2 separate regions of the Sus scrofa genome follow, and region 1 is linked to region 2. Evidence: chromatin contacts called from public HiChIP or PLAC-seq data. All regions are on one chromosome and are shown on one strand. Each heading gives the region's core, a stretch centred on a gene start, on an enhancer-like site or on the middle of the called end of the contact. The rest is flanking DNA. Distances are from core to core; before and after follow the strand shown. Region 1 holds the start of C1QBP (complement component 1 Q subcomponent-binding protein, mitochondrial). Region 2 holds the start of DERL2 (derlin-2).

Evidence for each region. HiChIP or PLAC-seq counts read pairs in DNA pulled down with a chosen protein or histone mark.
Region 1: a contact with region 2 is called in an H3K27ac HiChIP or PLAC-seq map of alveolar macrophages. The contact joins the promoter of C1QBP here to the promoter of DERL2 in region 2. A contact is called at or near these places in 2 of 47 Hi-C or Micro-C datasets (epiblast stem cells and liver) and 1 of 2 datasets of contacts at active chromatin or transcription factors (alveolar macrophages).

What each region holds. Positions count from the first base shown.
Region 1 is chr12:51,546,984-51,550,089 of Sscrofa11.1, reverse strand. It overlaps C1QBP (complement component 1 Q subcomponent-binding protein, mitochondrial), which reads right to left and starts at 1,729. Exons shown (of 6, transcript XM_021067745.1): 1 at 1,393-1,729; 2 at 677-827. The coding sequence starts at 1,624. It overlaps DHX33 (putative ATP-dependent RNA helicase DHX33), which reads right to left. Exons shown (of 13, transcript XM_021067729.1): 13 at 2,756-3,106.
Region 2 is chr12:51,506,557-51,509,986 of Sscrofa11.1, reverse strand. DERL2 (derlin-2) reads right to left here and starts at 1,849. Exons shown (of 7, transcript XM_021067723.1): 1 at 1,263-1,849; 2 at 373-438. The coding sequence starts at 1,355. MIS12 (protein MIS12 homolog) reads left to right here and starts at 1,650. Exons shown (of 2, transcript XM_021067725.1): 1 at 1,650-1,849; 2 at 2,640-3,430. The coding sequence starts at 2,679. The coding sequence ends at 3,299.

The DNA.
Region 1 (3,106 bases), core at 480-2,979, 40 kb before region 2:
GGGGAAACACACTAACTACACCACCAGGTGAAAAAGAACCAGAATCCTACTTCACAGCACAAACAGAAACCTTTGTTCACCCAGAGTGGATCGCGGACTTAGCTTAACCAAGTGGAAGGCTTCCCACCTCTCTAATGATAACCCTTGCCATACCCCATCCTGCCACTTATCTTCTTTTCTCCACTGTAAACACAGTAGGGGCTTTGTTTTCCTAGCCTGTAACTCAGAGATTCTCTCCTACTGTCAGAATTTCTGAATTTGCATGCCTAGATTTAGGAAAGGCGTGGCCTCCCTCACCAGTAAGGGTTTAGTGAATGATGCCTCTACTGGTCCAACAGACTCCCAGCTACTTGGCTTCTTTCTACTTTCTTACTACCTTCTCATTAACCACCACAGCACATCAGTGTGCAGCGGATGAACGGCCTGGAGCTTGTGAAGTTACCAAAACAAGGCCTCTCAGCTCTCAGAAAGTGTCAAAGTACCTGCCTTAACTAAAGGCTGGTTTTTGGTTTTGTTTTTCCTTTCTGGCCACCCCTTGGCATATGGAGTTTCCAGGTCAGGGATCAGATCTGGGCTGCAGTTGTGACCTACACCGCAGCAACCAACTAAAGGCTGTTTGGGGATGACTCAGGGCAGCTCTTGCAGGGTCATGGAGTCCACAGGCCCCAGTACTTACTTTTCTCCAGCAACTTTCCTCACTAATTTGGCTTCTGTCCCATTCACTTCCAGCTCCCAACCTCCAGACATCTTGGGGAGAGACTTATGCTTCTGTATCTTCTTCTCTTCCTTAATCTCATCATTAAGAAATTCAACAAAAGCTTTGTCCCCTGCAATAGAAATCACTTAGTTACAGAAAAAAGAACCAATCAATCTAAAAGAGAAAAATGACCCAGGTTCCTGTAGGCAGAGATCTGGACTTGAGCTATTTCTAATACTTGTACTATTAGTGGCTCTAGGAACTTAGACCAACCCATATCCATTAGGACTCAGTTTCCCCATCTGTAAAAATGCCGTTAAGTTATCAGTAAGAAGTTGAGCTCGATTCTGTAAAAGTGATTCTCAACAATAAACTTCTTACCACTTTTCAAAACAAAGCAAAAGAATTCGTAACTACCCTACTTCTCTTGCTAACTACCATCACCGCTACTTCTACCCGCGACCTTTGGCTTTCACAAAAATCCATTTTCGAGAGACTAAGCTTAAGTATCTCTCCCCTCACGGGCAATCTCGCGTGGGTTTACCCCGCCTTTCGCCGATCAGTGGGAGATTGTTCCCGACCTCGGGCGCGGCTCCGGTCTGTCCACTTGAGATCTAAACTTCCCCGTCCCGGGTCCCCCTGCTCCACCCAGAACCCGGTCCGTTAAGCTCCCGGCCCACGTGCTCGAGTCTCACCTTCGGTGTGCAGCCCGCCGCAGCCGCAGCCGCAGGCGCAGGGCCCCCGAGGCCGTAGGAGGCTGGGCGGCTGCACCGACCCGGCACGCACGCTCAGGAGCCCGAAGGGCCGGGCGCACAGCCGGGACGCGGGCTGCAGCAGCCGCGGGAGCGGCTGGGAGGGCGCGGCGACGCAAAGGCCGGCGACGGCGGTGCCCAGGGCGCGGGGCACGCAGCGTAGCAGTTGCAGCATTTTGGCAGCGGAGGACACGTGTGGATGCGAAAGACGACTCACTCCAAGAAGGACGACTCCTTCTCACCGCGCCCCCTAGTGATAGGACCGCCGCCGGAAGTCCCGCCCCTGCCAGGGAAGCGCTTCCGCGCTGCCTCTTTGCAGACCGAAGACACCGTGGGCGGGATGGCGCCCTCTGCTGGCGGCCTCCGGTGCTGGACTCGCGTAACTAAATTTTCTTTCCGGAGTCGGCTGAGTTCAATTGTCCAGCATCAGTTCTCTCCAGTGGCTGCTGACACACCCTCTAAACTTCCATCTACTCTTCTCAAGCACAGCCAGGTTTTCTATGACTTCGTGGAATGCATTCTTGCCACCCACAACTCCCAAAGACCAGCCTCCGAGGCCATCTCCCTTAGGAAGCCTTCCTGGAGCTTCCTCCTCTTCCTTGAGACACAGGGACTCATGCCTGTGTGACTCGGCCCCTGGGTTTCATTCTTTTCTTGGCAGAAACCTGGCAATACTGGTTTACCTGGAAGCCACCCCTCACTCCCACCAGGCCTGGCGCTCCTAAGGGCAAGGTCCCTGATCAATTCCTGTGACTCCCCAGCTCTCTCCAACTTTACACCTTAATGTTCCAACAGGACATTATTTTTCTGGGGGCAAAAACCTCACAGCTTACATTAGATTTAGATTAAGAAAACTAATCTTCCTACCTTACCAGGGCACGTAAAATACACAGGGTCATCAAGAAAGTAAGTCTTCCCAAATCAGTGGTGAAAATAAAACAATATATTCCTTTTTTTTTTCCTAGGGCTGCTCCCGCGGCATATGGAGGTTCCCAGGCCAGGGGTCCAATCGGAGCTGGAGCCTCCAGCCTACGCCAGAACCACAGCAATGCGGGATCCAAGCCACGTCTGCAGCCTACACAACAGCTCACGGCAACGCCGGATCCTTAACCCACTGAGCAAGGCCAGGGATCGAACCCGCAACCTCATGGTTCCTAGTCGGATTCGTTAACCACTGGGCCACGACGGGAACTCCTAAAACAATATATTCTAAACAACATTTTGTGAATAAAGGAAAGGACACCCAAGAAAGAAGCCACACACATCACGTCACACACATCACGTACAAGATTCACTTATGGTATGCTTTTTTTTTTAAGGTTCACTTTTAATGGATTTAATAGCTGTGTGCAAATTTGAGCATTATATGCAAGAGCTGATGTTTCTATAGTTATGTCTGATCAAGAACAGACTCTCAAAATACAGCACAAACCCGAACTAGATTTTTGGGGGCTTTTTTCTATAAGTTGTAATATTCTGATCAAATACAATTCTTGCTTCCCCATAGATGCACTGTTTCCTTATATGTTCAAGGGGTGGTACCTCAGATGCCTGGTCATAGTTCTACTCATTTCTGGAGAGCTGGATTCAATGGATTCAGACATCACAGTACATAATCAGTTGGATCCACAAAGGAAAAACTTGTCCTCATTCTGGC
Region 2 (3,430 bases), core at 600-3,099:
GCTGGCAGCAACAGCTCCGACTGGACCCCTAGCCTGGGAACCTTCATATGCCACGGGTGCAGCCCTAAAACGACAAAAGACAAAAACAAACAAACAAATAAAAAAAAACATGCATGGAACTTACATAGATTCTTAATTCTTACCCTTAGTGATTCTGATTTGGTACATGATGAGAGGCTTGAGACTTTATTAAAAGTTCCAGGCTGCAGAATCACTGCTTTTTGTAACGCTGCCTCCCCCACCCAATACTTATAATCGAATATTCCACTGAATTCTTTTTTGAGAAAGTGTACAGCAGGATTTACTACTAAAAAGTAAGGAAAATAAGCTTAAAAACTGAAATATTAATGACGGTTGTAGTGAACTACATACCTGAAAGTGTTTAAAGATTAATTCAGGATTGAAGTACAACTGAAAAGGTGTGATCAATTCCAACTGCTGAAATAGAAAAAGAGCTTCTTCAAGCAAGTCAATCCAGAAACAACATATAATATCATTTACAGCAAAAGCTTAGTAGGCCTAGCAATTTCCCACTCTCAGTCACTTAGACTGAATCATTTGAGGCTGGAGGACAAAGTTGGTATAGAATTCTCTACAACTGGTACAATTCTTTCAATTCCCCGATACCTAACACAAAACAAAAGTTTGATGTTTCAATTATGGGAGGTAGGTGGTGATATCTTAGATTGAGAGCAAGAAAGACCAGGTGCTACGAATCTGCCCAACACAGGGGCACCAACTGAAACAGCTGTGTGAAGCAACAAAATTCACTCAAAAGAACCAATACCCTGCCACCATCAGGGCTGGGTGCTTCCAGCCAACCTCTGTTACAGATTCTCTTTATTTCAAGACTTTTCCCGCTCAGTGACTTCTACCTTTCTATTCTCAATGTCTATGTTTCTCCACTAAACGGACCTTCCTCCCTTTGGTCACCACAATATTACCTGGCCACCGCCAGAGTGCTCAGACACGTTTCCTGGGTGGGCGGCTCCCGCAGTCCTGACTTGCTATAGGTCCTGTCTTTTTCTCTCAGATACTGATCCGCAGTCCTGTTCCTTCACCTCTCATGGACCAGCACTCTTCTCGGGTCTCTGGATAAGCACCCGGATAAGCTAATTCCGAGCCCCAGAGTGAGCCCTGTAAGCTCCCACCCACCCTTGAGCCCAGCCCCTCTAAGCTTTCCCGAGGCCCAAACCCCAGTTTCCCAAGGACCCTGTTACACCCAGCCCAGAATATGAGAAACTGGCGCTGCAGCTGCTCACCACGGCGGCGGTGGTGAGAACACAGGCGGTGGTGTAGGCGCGGCTGACCGGTGGGATCTGCAGGTACTCCAGCCGGAGGCTCTGGTACGCCATCTTCCCCACCGCCGCCTGCCCCCCCACTTCCCCTTCCGCCAGTCAGTCCCAGCCGCGGGGTGGGATGGGGGGCCCGCCCCGTTAAACTGCTGTCCAATCAGCGCCACTCAGTCGGCCAGTCACCAATCGCAAGAGCCTGAAGGACAGCACATTCGCCAACCACGAGTTGCATCTCCGCGGCGGCCCCGCCTCGCTTCTCCACCCATCAACGTCGCGGGGCAGAGAGCGAGTATTGGTTCCTTCCGCCAATCCCCGCAGGCCACAGCTAGCTTTCCCGCCCCGCCCTCTTCCGTCACCCGTCTAGGTGGCCCCCTCCGACAGCCAGCCAATCAGGCCGAAGTGGCATCCTGCCCTTGCTCTGGTTCGCCAAGACAGACGGCGGTCGGAATTTGGGGAAGCTAGCGGTACCACCTGTCTCTGGAAGCAAATGGTGGATTAAGGGAGGTGGCGGGAAGCCGGTATTTGGTCGAAGTCGTCACCCTCATGGTCGCTAGGTAAGTGCCGGGGAGCTGCGTTTTCTCTGAGGAGGAACGGCAAGGCGCGGCCCTGAGTAGGGCCTCATCGCCAGGCGCTAGAGCGGCCTGATGGAGCAGCGTCGCCACGGGCCGCGAACCTCCACCCTGAAGGTTCCGGCATGCATCGGGGACGCGGGGCCTGCCGGGAGCCCGTCTTCCGGCCGGAAGTAGTTCCTGCCCCGCAGTTTCTGGAGTTCCGTCAACTGCTCACGGAGGTGTCCTAGACACCTTCTGAGTTCGCCTGCAGATGTTAAGCCCCACGCATGCGGTCCTCAGGAAATCTCAGGCTTGCAGAGAAGATAGGCCGTGATAATAATATCCTAGAGTAGGACTTGCTCAGTGCCCAAAGAGAGGTTCTGATGGGAATTCAGTGGAGGGGGTGGGTCCCCAGGGAAGTGTCTTTAAAAAGACCCTCGAAAGATATTTGGCCAGGCATCTTTTCTTGAGGGAAAGGATAAAGCTGGGCTTGGTTGGAACAAATAGTAGTCAGACTGGCTACTGTCAGATGGCGGGCAAATATAAGAATATTATACTTTAGGAACTTCTGGTGGCCTAGCGGGTTAAGAATCCGGCCCTGTCACTACTGTGGCTCAGGTTTTTGCTGTGGTGCAGATTCGATTCCTGGCCAGGGAACTAGGGAACTTCCGCAAGCCACCGGTGCAGGGGAAAAAAAAAAAAAAAAAGCTCAGCGGGAACTCCTGTGGTTTGTTCTTTCATCAGATGATTTTTTTTTTAACACAAATGAAATTTTTCCTTTTTACATTTGTAGGTTTTTCACAATCAAAATTAACCAGCAGAATAAGCCAAGATGTCTGTTGATCCAATGACCTATGAGGCCCAGTTCTTTGGCTTCACACCGCAAACTTGCATGCTTAGGATCTACATTGCATTTCAAGACTACCTGTTTGAAGTGATGCAGGCTGTTGAACAGGTTGTTCTGAAGAAGCTGGATGGCATCCCAGACTGTGCAGTTAGCCCAGTCCAGATTCGTAAGTGCACGGAAAAGTTTCTTTGCTTCATGAAAGGACGTTTTGATAACCTTTTTGGCAAGATGGAGCAGCTGTTTTTACAGTTGATTTTGCGTATTCCCCCAAACATCTTGCTTCCGGAAGATAAATCTCAGGAGCTGCATCCTTGTAGTGAGGAAGAATTCCACCTTCTCCAAAAAGAAATTGAACAGTTACAGGAGAAGTATAAGACTGAATTATGCACCAAGCAGGCCCTTCTTGCAGAACTAGAAGAGCAAAAAATTGTTCAGGCCAAACTCAAACAAACATTGTCTTTGTTTGATGAGCTTGAAAATATTGGCAGAGACCATGGGACTAGTGATTTTAGGGAAAGCTTGGTATTCCTGGTCCAGAACTCCAGAAAACTACAGAATATTAGAGACAATGTGGAAAAGGAAGGCAAAAGACTGAAAATAACTTAATTTCTCAATAGTAAAAGGAGCTTGTCAGAAAGTGGAATGTTAAGGGATTTATATCAATAACTATTCTTATCATAGTGAACTGTTTATTTGGGGGGGATTTTCCTTCACTCTTTCTTGTATTTCACATCCTC